2 separate regions of the Pan troglodytes genome follow, and region 1 is linked to region 2. Evidence: chromatin contacts called from public Hi-C data. All regions are on one chromosome and are shown on one strand. Each heading gives the region's core, a stretch centred on a gene start, on an enhancer-like site or on the middle of the called end of the contact. The rest is flanking DNA. Distances are from core to core; before and after follow the strand shown. Region 1 has its middle 30 kb from the start of TTLL11. Region 2 has its middle 23 kb from the start of PTGS1.

Region 1 (7,692 bases), core at 918-3,417, 220 kb after region 2:
TGAGCCCAGGGCTGTGCCCAGCCCAGCTCTTAGAGAACCACTCTGAGGCCTCCCTAGACAGAGTCGCAGGAGCCGTCCTAGAGGGGTGGGGGTGGTGATGGGATGAGAAGCGCTCTGTGGGCCTCTGATCCCCTCCTTTAATAAAAGGAGCTAGAAGGCCCCCTCCTCAGCACCCCACCCCCCGGCCTCAGCACCCAAAGCATCCATTATTCCACCCGATGCCCCCTCTAGTTCTGCGGGGTGAGCGCGCTGAGCACATCTTACAGAGGGCAAACTGAGGCTGGGGAGGCGAAGGGGGGTTGCCCAAGGGCAGAGCTGGTGAGGTCAGAAGCAGAATTGCAAGCCGGGGCGGTGGGCCCCCAAACCTGTGTTCTCTCAGGCCGCCCACCCCCATCTGCCGGGCTGGGGTGTGGACCCCGAAGCGTGCCCCGGGCCCCCTCCACCCCAGCACCCAAGGGCCTCCCGGACACAAAGCCACCTGGCGGCGCTCGAGGGGGCGCGCGTGGGAGCGCGCACGGCGGCCCGCGCCTCCGGCCAAGATGTTCCCTCTCCGCGTGATTGACAGGCTCGAGTGCCGAGAAACAAAATTGTTTATGCGCTAATGAATAAGGCCCTGATTGCAAGATCCTGTTTGGAAAATTATAGTGCGGCGGCGGCGGCGGCGGCCGCGGCGGCCCAATTACAGCCCGCGCTGCATATTCATTTCGTCTCTCCTTTGCATCGAGATGAACGGGCGCCCCGCGCCCTGCAAAGGCAACGCCAAATTTAGTCCCAGGTTCCGCACTCCTCCGCGCCATTGTCTGCCCCGGACCACCTGCCTCCTGCCGGCCTGATTGCCCGGGAGGGCGCGAGCAGGGAGGCCAAGAAAGTTCTCCCTACCCCTCCTCCTGGCACCCCCTTCCCTCGGTTCTCTCCGCTCCCTCCTCCGACTCCCCGTCTCTGTCTCCCTTCCCCTCCCGGTGTCTCTTTCTCCCTCTGTTCTCTCTCTCCTTATTCTGTGCCCCACACTTCCTCTCCTCGCTCTAGGCCTCTAACTGGGTGCATCACCGGTCTAGAATGTCAGTCGCTGTCCCTCCCCCTCCAGCTGCACATTCCCTGCGTTCCTGGGTCCCTGGGGACAGCAGGGGCAGTAACGGGGACTGTCTGCTCCTTGGAGGTCACAGAGGTATGAGGCGGGTCTCAAGACCCCTGCCTTGGCTGTGAGCATGGGGTGGCTTGGCTCGTCCCCGCAACCAAGCTGCTGGGGAGAGAGGCCCCTCCCTGCCCGCTGCCTCTGCCGCCTCCCGCATGCCACCAGACCCACTTATCCTGCGGCTCAGGCCCCTTGGCTGCCCAGGCTGCGCCCTCACACCTCCCTGCCCTGCACATGCTGTTCTCTTGCTGGCACGCCCTTCCTGTCTTCCCAGACGCATCCCAAGTACAGCTCAGAGCAGCCTTCCCCTGTCCCCACCACCGCAGGCAACAGGACAGCTCCCTCCCAGAGCACGCTGGTGTCCAGGCATGTCCTGCAGGTACAGCAGCAGGCAGGGTACACTGGCGTCCTTCTCCCGGGCCTGACCAGCCTGGGGGCTGCCGGTGAGTCACCAGGAAGCTCTGGTGTCCAGCTCAAGGCTGATCAAACGGACACCTCCACTGTGATATGGGGGTATAGTCTCCCTGTCCTTGTTGTATGGTGATGGTGGGCAGGAGGGGAGAGGAGGCTGGGAGGGAGGGACTGGGGGTTTGCAGCACCTGGACGCCACAGACCAGGACTGGCCCTGGGTTCCAGACAGTGACAAGGACAACTAACTGGTCCTTGTCACTGGGTCATTGACTTAACTGACAGGTACCTGAGGCCCAGTCTGGCTGGAGGCTCATGGTGGGGGTGATGGTGGCGAGGGCTCTTCAGAGGATGGCCGTGCTCCTCCCCGTCCTGCCTGGGGCCCCACTGAGTAACCAGGCATCTGCACCCCTTCCTGGGATGGAAATTGGGGTATTCAGACGTGAGCAAAAAATGGACAACCACATATACCAACTGGCCTAGACAACCCCCAACCCTGCCGCCAGAGACACACAAAGTAATAGACTCCCACAGTCACATACACACAAACATAGACACGCAGCCTCTCCTTGAAAGACCCACGCAGCCTGAGACACAAAGGCAGGCTGGCCCCTGGGCGTGTGTGGGGCAGCACTGCCCTCTGGCGGCTGTCTTGGCAATCTCTCTGTCAGGCTCTGGCTAGCTTCCTAGAACCACAGCTGAGCCACGATGAGGGTGTCCAAGCCCAGACCCAGAGAACTGGGACTCCCAGGGATGGGATTTCAGGGAGGAAAAGGAATTTGTGTTCCTAGGGTCGAGGGTCTTTTGAGTTCCAGTTCCCTACCCCAATCTGCATGTAATGCAGAACATGTGAGCAGAACTTGCTCACAGAAGGATCAGTCCAGGGATGGTGAGGGGGCGGAGCTCCTTATCATGGGAGGAGTACGAGTTGGGCTGGGACCACTTGCAGATTGGTGGTCTTTAGTGGCAGAGTGGACAACTTCATAGGTCATCGCCAGCTTGAAGAGCCCTGGGAGGTATGTCTAGTCTTCTCCTACTTCACCCCAGCCCAGCCACTCTCCTGTTTGGTTTGTTTGTCAGTCATCAAACTCTGACAGCATCTCAGCACCTCGAACAGCAGGGTGAGATCCTGGGTGGCGGGAGATGAGGCTGTGGAGGGTGGCCAGGCAACCCCTTGGAGGTCTTCGAGGCCAGTATTAGGTGTGTGGGCTTTATTCTGGGGGACAGGGATCTGGAGACAGGCCCAGACAGGGAAGCAACTTGGTCAGATGGGCATGTGAGCACCAGCTAAGGAGAAGCTTAAGGAGCACCAGCTAAGAAGCGACTTGCTCAGATGGGAATGTGAGCACCAGCTAAGGAGGCAGGAGGGCCAGATGGGAGGGATGTGGTGGCCTGGACCAGGACAGGGGCAGGAGTGAGGTGGCAAGAACGACGCAGATCCCAGAGCTATTAAGGAGATGGACTCGCCAGGCTTTGGTGAGGAATTGGCCATGGTGGGCATGGAGCCGGAAGATGAAGTTACCTTGGGGCATATCAGTGCTGACAAAGGGGCCTGGGGGAGAGATGATGAGTCTGATGTGGCTGTGAGAGCCTGAGAGCCTGAGAGCCAAGGGGATGTCTGGAGAGGATGTCTGGAGAGGTATCAGCCTAGAGCCTGAGAGCCAAGGGGATGTCTGGAGAGGTATCCAGGAGGCAGTTGAAATCAGGCCTGGAGATATTCACTTGGGAGTTGGAAGGTTACTGACAGGTGGTTGAAGGCAGTGCACAGCTGAGGCCACCCAGGAAAGGTCCTTGGAAGCCCTAAGCACCAAAGATATGGTGTTCACCTCACCCCCATGAGTCAAAAAGGAGTCTAAATTAAATTATAAAATGTAACACTTACATGCCTTACAAAACTCTTGGCCTGGCACGGTGGCTCACACCTGTAATCCCAGCATTTTGGGAGGCCAAGATGGGCAGATTACCTGAGGTCAAGAGTTCGAGACCAGCCTGGCCAACATGGTGAAACCCCGTCTGTACTAAAAATACAAAAAGTTAGCCGGGCATAGTGGCGCATGCCTGTAATTCTAGCTACTCGGGAGGCTGAGGCAGGAGAATTGCTTGAACCTGGGAGGGAGAGGTTGCAGTGAGCCGAGATCGCACCACTACACTCCAGCCTGAGCAACAGAGTGAGACTCCATCTCAAAAAACAAAAAAAATAAAATAAAATAAAAATAAAAACAAAAAAAGTTTGCAATCGTCACATCCATGGGTTCACAGAAACACATTTTCCTCCTCGTCTTCCTTGTTTGATGCTCCTGGTCTGATGGTGCCCTGAGGTGTCTACCTGCTTGCCGGCTAGGTGGCCCAGCTCCAAATCCAGGCAAAAACAAGAGGCTCAGGGGGCACCAACAGGCTGGGACCAAGGGGAACAAGATGCCCACAAAAGAGAGAAGGAACACCCAGGGAGACTGGAGGAAACCCAGGAGAGTGTGGCATCACTGGGGCCAAGGAAGGAGGGGGTTCCAAGAAAGAGGACATGATTAGTCATGTAGAAAACAAGAGGAGGCACGGAGATGAGGACTGAAGAGGGGGCCCGGATGTGGCTGTGGGGCTGCCAGGCAGGCTCAGTAAAGCAAAGCTGGTCACCTCTCCACGTATCTCTGCTCAAGGGGGCCAGCCTTTGGTGGGGACACTCGGGTGCCCTTTGCCCTTGAGGAGCCTCCGGACCTACAAACAAGGAGGGAGTAAGACCCTGGGGTAGGGTTGAGGCGAGCTGACCTCAGAAGGAGAAAAGGAGACCAAATATTTCAGTGGACTCAAGGCAGGGGGCGCCTCTGGGTGGCAGTCCCTCCTCTGACCACAAGGGGGCAGCATAAAAGCAGGTCCTGCGTGGGCTCAGGCTTCTGTAAGGAGTCGGCTTCCAGATGCTGTTTTCATCTGTGATGCGTCCTTGGGCTCTCTGGGCCTCAGTTTCTTTCTCCGCAAAATGGGGCAGTTGGACATCATATTCTCTTGGACCCTGTTGGGATCCCCTTCATTTTGCATCCCCTTACCGCCTTCCCAGCTCAATGTGACACCCCCCATCTGACCACAATAAGTGTGTAAAGTGAGTAAGGTCAATGGCACAGGTATGGCATGTGGTGAGAACACAGAATGCTAGCCCGAGGAGGCCTACAGGCGTGTGCAAGGTTAGCTGAGTGAGGACAGACCATCCCATGAGCTTGGGTTAAACCTGCCTGCAGCGACCGTCTGTGAAGGTGGCCTCTGCTTCCTCTTACGGGGAGTACTGGGGTGGGGGTGGGGCTGCCTCTGCCTCTTCTGTCTGCCCCCAGGGCAGAGCTCTGGCTCTTTGTCCAGGCTCCTTGTCCTGCCACTGTTTGCCCTCTCTGGGACATGTCAGCACCTGTGCCCTCTTTGGGCCTCAGGGCTCATCGAGACAAGGAGGGAAAGAGCATGAGAGTCTCCTCAGCACTGCTGGTCCTCAGGTCTCTGAGGCAGCCCCGCCCTATCCTGGGATGCCTCCCAGTGCTGCCCTGTGGGTCTGCAGTCCTTTGGTGCCAGTTGGTGGGAGGGGCAATGTGAGGGTCACGACAGTTGATTCCTGGCTCTGGGCCGCCATCAGATCTTCAGAGGGGCTGGTGTGCTGGTGGCTGCTGGTGGCCTCAGCTGGGGACAAGGAGTCAGGGTTGGAGCCTCATTCCATGTCTGACAAAGTGTGGCTTTAGTTGATCACTGCTGGTGGGTGGCAGGGAAGCTGAAGCCAGGGCAGGAGCAAGAAGTGGCCTGGGGAGACAGTACCTCTATGGAGGGCCCCTTCCCCTCAGAAGCTGGGCCAGCCCAGGGCAACCGAGGACAGTGACACAGGAGAGCACCCACGGGCCAGTTGTCCGGTGCCAGCTCCCCGGCTGTGTGATCTTGGGCAAGTGGGCAACCCTCTCTGAGCTGTGGTAGGGAGACCTATCCAGAATTCAGGAAAGCATGTTATAGGCCCAGGGCAGTCCTGGTATTGGGGCAAAGAAGGGCAGGCAACCCTGGGTCACCGACTTGTCCTAGGGGTCCAGTCCCCGGGATTTGGCCTCTTGGAGCCCACTGGGTGTCTAGGGGAAACTGAAGATGGATCTGACTCAGTTGGGTCCTGGTACCAGCATTTTGGCTTGGGAGTGGGAAAGGGTAATAAAGGACTCTACAGTCACAAGAGCTTGGCCGCTGCCTGGACAGGCAGCCTATGCAAGTCCCCTCCTATCTCTGAGCTGCCATTTCTTTATCTTTCTGAGTTCCACCTGGGGCAGGACCTTCAGCTTCCCAAGTCTCACCAGACCATCGCCTCCCGGGTGCCAGGCTGAGTTGGCTCTCAGGCCCTCTCTTTCCCAGGCGGGCCTCGGGTGGTGCCAGGTGCCGCAGGAGCTTCCGGTTGGTGCAGGGAGCTGGCTGGCGTGGGCTGTCTGAGGGCAACTGTCTCGGTGCTTAGCTGAGGCCTCATCGAGTGGCACCTGTGGCCCGGCCAGCTGGGATGGGAAAGGGTGGTCTGGCCTCCACCTGCTCAGCTCACTTGCCCACTAGCCACTCTCACTTGAGCCTCAGCCTCCTGTATCTGCTGCTGCTGCTGGAGCCCAAGGGGCTGGGGCCATGGCTGGGTGCCCCAAAGACAGGAGAGAAGGAGGTGCTGGGGCCTAGTGCCCTGGAGGGGACAGCTAGAGACTCATCAGGCAGGAAGTATCTCCTCTTCTTGATTCTGATCCTTCATCCACCTATGTCAGCCTCACACCTGTACCTGTGCACCTGTGGGGCAGCCTTCCGCACCTGTGGTTTTCCCCACTTCTGGAGCCCTAGAAGAATATGTAGAGCAGGCTTGGGGTATGGCCCCATGGAGCACCCCCAAACTGCCTCTGGTCCCCAGGCTCCGGCTTGTGCTGTCCCTTCCCGCTGTCTGGATTTTGGCCTGTCCGTGGGACCTTGAGGAGCCTGGAGCCTGGAGCTGCCAGCTCGTCTGGGCCCTCCAGGCTCCAGGATCTCTGGAGGCCATGGGTGGGGCTGGTGCTGGCCTTGTTGGTGTTGCTCCTGCTGGAGTAGTGGTGCCCTCTGGCATCTGTGCCTTCCACGGCAGGTCACTGGTGCCATTTGCCATGTGCAGTGGGTGCTAGAGTCTAAGCTTGTGGAAAACTTCCAAGGCCTGGGCTATGGTCCTCATGGCTGTGTGGCCTGCCTTGACACACACAGAAGGGACACATGCACTAGTGTGCGTTCAGGGGACACGTGAACACACCCCTCATATTCAGACAGGTGTAAACAGCTCAGCCACACAAGTGCAGACACAAGCTCCAGCAGACTCACGCACGCAGCCACACATAGAGACAAGGTACAGGTGTAGCCAGTGTGTGAACGTTGATAAGTCTGTCAAGGCAGATATGTGCACAGTCCAGAACACAAGACGGGTAGAAAGGCAGACCTACAAATGTGCACAGATCCCTGCCAACAAACATGCATATCCATGTATGCACATATGCATACACAAGCTGTCATGGGCACACTTACAGGGGAACATGCCTTACTCAGAGCACAGAGCACTTCTCCAGGTCTCCCTGCATCCACAGCAAATGGGGACACATGTCCTACCCCTCAGCAGGCAGGGAAGGGCTGGGGGAGGGAACTTCACCTTTTCTTAGACCCATGGCAATGGAAAGTGGGCACCATCTTGGGTGATGTAGCCAAATGTCTCCTGTTCTGGGAGTCTCGGCACACATAGAATATTCTGGAGAGGAGGGGGAGGTGCAAGGCATGATCCACTTCAAGAAGCCACCAAGCCCAGTGGGAGCTGGGTTGCTGGGCTTAGCAAGACAAGAGCCCAGGGGCCGAGGCTGAGCTGAGGAGCCTCCAAACCTGTAGACAGGGTCATGCAGTCCTAGGGGCGAGCCTCATCCCCTGCAGCCCTGGCCTCTGCAGGGACAAGGGAGAGGAGAGGGTACGTCTGCAGGAGGGATGGTGGATTCAGCCTCCCATGTAGGATATGAACCGACTCAGGCTGGGAGCAATCAGAGATCCCTGGGTTTGTCATGGCGCTGGGGTCTCCTTAGGACATCAGAGCCAGCTGTTACCTGCAGGGAAACCATCCAGATATATTTAGATACACACATACTTAGCATTGCATTACAACTGCTGACAGTATTCCGCAC
Region 2 (6,717 bases), core at 2,453-4,952:
GTGAGTGGCCACCAGGTGGCAGCATAGGCCGCCTTTTTCCAGGGCTGGCCTGGCAGGCCGGCCAGAGGAGGGACAGGGAAGCATCTATTGCTGCTGGAGATGCAGCTTTGCCACGAGACCACGGAAACTGGACCACAGGCCTGTGGAGATGAGTTCCTGCAGCTATGAAGTCAAAAAAGCACCAATCTAGTAGTCAGGAGTCCTGGGTTCTAGATACACCAGGGACCCAGAGCAGACACCTGCCCCTCTCTGAGGCTATGGGTTTTCCTTAAAGAGGGCAAACCCTCCTTAAGGAAAGAAGGCCAGAGCTGCCAGACAGAGTATTAATTCCTTCTCTGTTTTCCATCCCTGACAGCTGTGGCTTTTAAACATATTTTTAGAGGCAACTTCTTTTTTTACAAGCAAAATCCAAAGACCCTCTCACTCCCTGCACCTCCATCCCATGTATAAAACAGAAAACATGTTTACACTGATCTGCTGTGGTTGGAGTAGAAGCTGGGGACTCTCCCAAGCCCACACAGAAGATAAAATCTTCACCCTGACGTTGAGGCCCCTACCTCTCCAGTGCCATCCTCATTCTCCTATCCAGACTGAGCGATCTTTGCCCATCCTGGACTTTCTCTTGGGAATATCCTTCCCCTCCTCTCTTGATTCAAACCCTCCTCATCCTTCAATGTCAGATCCCTTGACACCTCCTCCAGGGAGCCCTCTCCAAAGCCCCTAATGGAAAGCGTCACTCCCTCTACCACACTGCCCTGGCACCTCAGTCCCCCACAAGTACCAAGCACCTGCTGTGTCCAGGCAATGCAAACAAATGAACAGCATCTCTCTTCTCTCTGATCCTGAGCACCTGCGGGGGTCAGGGGAGGGGACCATGCCTGTTTCCCCCATAACAGAGTGTGCCCAGCCTCACCCAGCTAGGAGCTGGCAGACCAGCCTCTGCCCCACCAGGCTTCACTGAGCCACGTTAGTGGTCACCTTTTCTGGGCTTCAGCTTCCCCCCTCTGTATAATGGCGGCAGCTAACACCTAATCAGGACTGTGTGTAGAATCAGGACTAGCTACATAATTTGAGGGGCCCTTTGAAGAATAAAAATACGCAGCCCCTTGTTCAAATATTAAAATGTTCAAGACAATAGCAGTAGAAGATTAAACCAAGCACAAGTCACACACCTGTGGAGTCTGTGCACTACACAAGAGGTCTGAAATCAGCCAACCTATGCCCAAGTGTGGGGCTGTGTCAGCCAAAAAAGATGGTCCGTTTTCTTCATGTAAGTTCACTTTCTGTTGGTCAAGCTGGGGACCAGCAGGACTGCATCCTCCCATTAGGGAGCACCTTTTCTCAAGTCAGACAAAGGTATGGTATTGGCCAGCAGGCACCCTGCCCGACTTCATAGCACTACCATGTAAAATGGGCTTGTTGAGTGAGGAGAGAGAACCAAAATCCAGACACAAGAAATTGGAGACCAGGGGCCAGGTGTAGTGGCAGGCACCCATAATCCCAGCTACTCGGGAGGCTGAGGCAGGAGAATCACTTGAACCTGGGAGGCAGAGGTTGCAGTGAGCCGAGATCATACCACAGCACTCCAGCCTGGGTGACAAAGTGAGACTCTGTCTTAAAAAAAAAAGATAGTGGGGATTTATACCAGAGATGGGCAATCAGGACAAGCCAAAGGGTGGAGATCCGAAACTGCAAACCTCACCTCAGAGCAACGTGATTCAAGGTCAACTTCCAAGTTCAGAGGTCAAAAGTAGGTGCTCAGTCCTTGCCTTGTTCTTTCAGCCAGTATTTACTGAGCACCTACTATGTGCCAAGCACAGTTCCAGGCTTCATGATACAGCAGTGAGCAGGACAAAGTCCCCTTCCTCCCAGGGTTCACATTCTTGCGGTGGGGAGAGGAAATAAACATTATTGAAAGAAAATAAATGAACCACCCAACTAAAGATAAGTGATATGAAGAGAATTAAACAGGGTGAGAGGGAAGGACTGCTGGTAGGTGGGCTGGTTCATATAGGGTGGCCAGGGAGGGTCTCCCTGAGGAGGTGACATTTGAGCTGGGCTCTGAATGAAATGGGGCCAGCCGGTGCCCCAGCTGCAAAGCATGGGGGTGGGCGTGTGGAGCTGCCTGCAGGAGGAGAGCCTGCAGAACCACACTTTGCTAAAAAGGCGAAGGTGAAGGCAGGCTGGGCAGGAAGTCTGGCCCCCTGTAACCATATCCCCAGGAAGGAGGAAGCCAGGAAGACGCTTTCAGCAGTCGTATTCATCAAGGCCTCTGCTCTAACCCGGGGCAGCACCAGAGGCTCCTCAGGCCCGATCCACCTTCGGCCAGGCCGCCTGGGGAGGGGACAGCAAGGGAGGGAGGATAGCCCTGGATTCTCTTCCAGACAATAAATGCTTCCAGGTTCCTAGGGAGCATTCTGTGGGTCACAGCTGCATCTGATCTCAATTACCCCAGGGTGTAGGGTTCCCCGGCCGGGCAGGGATAGGGGTGGAGGGGAGGCCGTTTCTCCATAATCAGAATCTCCTGGCCTAGTGGGTGAAGACACCTCAGGACAGGTCCCCAAAATTTCAGGACGCAGGAAGAGGGTTCTCCCCAAAAAGAGAGGTCTGGCTGTGTGTGAGTGGAGGCTCTGCTTCACAGCCATTTTGCTGTGTGACCTGGTGCCACTCACTTAACCTCTCTGGGCCCCTGTGGGAACTGTGAAGATTCAACCTTTTCCTTTCCTACCTTTTCCCACCAAAGAGGCAAGAGGACAATCTAGGCCAAGAGGGCAAAGCTCAATGCTATGGGCTGGGCTGGGCTGCAATGGGTGGGGTTGCTAACTCCTTACTTTTTCCTGACTTGATTAGATCTTAACCCTTATGCAAATATGTCCCCGCCCAAGATTATGGTGCCAGCATTGTCAGGAGTAACATCTCCCAAAACAGAGCAGGGCCGAGTCCCATTCCTCAACCAGCTGGGGCAAGACACTTTATATCTCTGGGCCTCAGTTTACTCATGTCCACCTCCAAAAGGGACGTGAGGATTCAGTATCAGGTGTGACGCCGGTTCACCCAGTAAGTGATCATTCCATCAGTTTTTCAATCAACAACCACCATGAAAGTGGCAATGCCTCTAAGCACGGGAGAAAGCCCCCGGTTTGTAAAAATTTTGCACAATAGGGTTTTTGTTATTGATGGCCTTAAGCAAGTTTTTCCTCTTCCGGGTCTCTGTTTCCCATCCATAAAGGTGCCTGCAAACAACGTTCCGCTCAGAAGAGGGTGTTTTAGCCCAGAGTTGCGGGGCGTGGCTCAAGCTACAGTGGTAGGTTTCTTAGCTGGTGAAACTTTCCTCCGAAATCCTGGGTTTCACTGTGCACCTTCTCTTGTCAGGAGGCTGAGGAACCGTAGCACAGGGTTGGGTTTTTAGCGGAGCAGGAAACTGGACGCGGGGAGTGGAGGGGGCGAGCACGGGGGTCTTCCCTGAGAGGGCTTCCAGTAGCCAACGTTCATTTCCCAGGCTCAGGAAGGCGGCGAGCCGGGATTCGAATCTGCGCCTCGAAGGCGATGGGCGGAGCCGGGAGTGGACGCCGGGGTCAGCGGAGCACGGGGCCGCGCTTCCCCCGGCCGCCCGGGCCGCTCCGCGGGCGCTCTTTCTCCTTTTATGTCCGCGCGGGGCCGGGAACTCCCTGCCGGGCCGCGGCCCGCGAACAATGCGCGCTTCCTGCCCGCCCGGCCGGGCCGCGGCCCGCTCACTCCCCGCCCTGCGGCCGCCGGGAAATGACAGCAGCCCGGGACCGCCGCGCGGGTACACGGGGTCGCGCCCCGGGAGACGGCCGGAGCCGCCCACCGAGGGCCGCCGGGCGAGGGTGCGAGGTGACCTAGCGATGGGCAAGCGGCAGCGGGCAGGCGGCCGTCGTGTATTCAGGCGCGCGCACAAGCCTTCTGCCGGTCGCACCCCTTGTAACATGCGTGTCTGTGCCATGCACCTAAGTCTCCACTGCACGCTGCACGTGCCCCACACAGCCGCATTGCCTGCGCAGACATCCACGTGTTGCTTCCACACGTGGTGGCTGAGTGGGTGGGCATCTGCCAGGGACCAGGCCCTGTGCCAGGCACTGGGGGTCCAGCGTGAACAAAGAGAAAAGCTGGCCAGGCGTGGTGGCGCGCGCCTGTAGTCCCAGCTACTCGGGTAGGTGAGGAGGGAGGATCGCTTGAGCCCATGAGTTCCATGCAGGCTGCAGTGAGCTGTAATGGATGGCGGCCAATACAGTAAAAACTGAGAAGAGCTTTGGACTTCTGAAGTTTATGCTCTAGTGAGGGAGGAAACAGAACATCCTAAATTACTACATTATATGGTATATTAAAAATCAATACTTTTAGGGAGAAAAGGGAAGAAGGGACTGGTGGGAAATTGGGGCTGTTTTAAACAGGGTAGCTATGGGTATTTTAACTTAAGAAGGTGACGCTGGAGCAAAGATGCACAAAATATGTTTCACAAACAAATAGATACATCTCAAAAGTATATACAATATATACCTCCAAGTATATGTATTACACAAACATACTCCACTTACATCCACATGCCTATAAATACCCCATGCATAAGCACCTCACATACATCTGCACATACTAGACCATATAAATGCATGGTATACAGTATATACATAGTCTAGTATACAACATGCATACTATCTCTGCTACATGCATACCTTTTTTTTTTTTTTTTTTTTTTTTGAGACAGAGGGTTTCACTCCCATCACCCAGGCTGAAGTGCAGTGGCACAATCTGGGCTCACTGCAACCTCCACCTCCTTGGCTCAAGCAATTGTCTTGCCTCAGCCTCCTGAGTAGCTGGGACTACAGGTGCACGCCACTGCGCCTGGCTAATTTATCTACTTTTTGCACAGACGGGTTTTGCCATGTTGCCCAGGCTGGTCTTGAACTCCTGAGCTCAAGTGATCCATCTGCCTCAGCCTTCCAAAGTGCTGGGATTACAGGCATTAGCCACCACCTGGCCTACATCTGATCTCTCTCTATGGCATCTGCATCTATAATATGTATCACTTCTGTGCACACAAGTGTCCTGCTGTGTGCCATGTGCACATTTATGCCTGCACCCTAGATGTATACATATGCAGACCCCGGGTAGACCATATGTGTATCACACCCCTCAAGTATGTGCTTGTCTAATTTCATAAGCCACATGTCAATATAGTACATCCAAAGACATCATAATACATGGATTTACATGCCTTGTGTTCATCATGTAAAATATATCGTATATTCATATACCCAAATACATGTGTCATAAACCTTGTGTAAATGTATGTCTATACACACCACACAAACACAGCTACACATCTCTCTGTCACAAATATACTACATGCCCATTTCCCACACATTCTTGTAGCTGTTTTATATGTCCCATATCGATGTGCAAATAATAGCAATAACATTTACCGAGTGATTACTATGTGCCATATGCACTTCTGGGTGGATGACCTCATTCAATCCTTCGGACAGGCCTATGCAACAGGTCCTATTCATTTAGCCTGGCTGCTAAAAGTTCACACCACAGTCAGATCACCTGAGTTTGAATCCTGGCTTCACCATTATCTAACCTGTGGCAAGCTTCTGTTTCCCCATCTGTAAAATGGGGCCGATAGTAGTACCTCCTTTTTTGAGTTGTTGGGAAGTCAATGAGATCATCATGCATGAGAAGCGTATAGTACAGTGCCACACATAGACTGAGTGCTCAGTAAATGTTAGCTGTGATTATTAGTATCTGTGTCACAGATGAGAAGTCAGGCTCAGAGGGGTTAAATGACTTCCCTAAGGTCAACCTGTAAGTGGAGGAGGCAGTTCAGCATTCCACAGTACTGTATCTGCAGCTCATGCCCCCCAATCACCCAATGGGGACAAATACACACACACACACACACACACACACACATCAGGCACATTCCCTGTAGACTCCAAATGCTCATATCATCAACACATGCCTCACATAGTTCCCCTGTACGTATCACACAGACATAAATTCGTTGAGCATCTATAGTTTTGTTTGTGTGTTTGTTTGTTTATTTGACGTCCAACTTTTTTTTTTTTTTTTTTTTGAGACGAAGTTTCACTATTGTTGCCCAGGCTGGAGCGCAATGGCGTGATCTCAGCTCACTGCAACCTCCACCTCCCAGGTTCAAGCGATTCTCCTGCCTCAGCTTCCCGAGTAGCTGGGACTATAGGTGCCCGCCACCATGCCCGGCTAATTTTTGTATTTTTAGTAGAGACGGGGTTTTGCCATGTTGGCCAGCCTGGTCTTGAACTCCTGACCTCAGGTGATCCACCCTCATCAGCCTCCCAAAGTGTTAGGATTACAGGCGTGAGCCACTGTGCCCAGCCCGACTTCCAACTTTTATTTAAAGTTCAGAGGTATATGTACAGGATGTGCGGGTTTGTTACATAAGTAAACGTGTGCCACGGTGGTTTGCTGCACAGATCATCCCATCACCTAGGTATTAAGCCCAGCATCCATTAGCTATTCTTCCTGATGCTCTCCCTCCTCCCACCTTCCACCCTCCAACAGGCCCCAGTGTATGTCGTTCCTCCCCCATCTGTCCGTGTGTTCTCATCATTCAGCTCTCACTGTAAGTGAGAACATGCGGTATTTAGTTTTCTGTTCCTGCGTTTGTTTGCTGAAGATAACGGCTTCTAGTCATTGAGCATCTATATAATCAAC

Evidence for each region. Hi-C and Micro-C count contacts between places; a contact is called where the count stands out from the background.
Region 1: a contact with region 2 is called in a Hi-C map of stem cell-derived neural progenitor cells, with 15 times the contacts expected there. The contact joins two enhancer-like sites. A contact is called at or near these places in 5 of 7 Hi-C or Micro-C datasets (blood, induced pluripotent stem cells, a lymphoblastoid cell line and 1 more), 1 of 1 datasets of contacts at active chromatin or transcription factors (stem cell-derived excitatory neurons) and 1 of 1 other capture datasets (stem cell-derived neural stem cells).

Annotation. Positions count from the first base shown.
Region 1 is chr11:16,319,769-16,327,460 of NHGRI_mPanTro3-v2.0_pri, forward strand. No RefSeq gene overlaps it. Among named protein-coding and RNA genes, the nearest start is that of TTLL11, 30 kb to the right of the region's middle. Within about 2 kb of position 2,168, at least 9 of the 24 cell types and tissues checked have an H3K27ac peak or open chromatin away from gene starts, as enhancers often do. A contact at or near this core is called in stem cell-derived neural progenitor cells, where this site is marked.
Region 2 is chr11:16,096,014-16,102,730 of NHGRI_mPanTro3-v2.0_pri, forward strand. No RefSeq gene overlaps it. Among named protein-coding and RNA genes, the nearest start is that of PTGS1, 23 kb to the left of the region's middle. Within about 2 kb of position 3,703, at least 7 of the 24 cell types and tissues checked have an H3K27ac peak or open chromatin away from gene starts, as enhancers often do. A contact at or near this core is called in stem cell-derived neural progenitor cells, where this site is marked.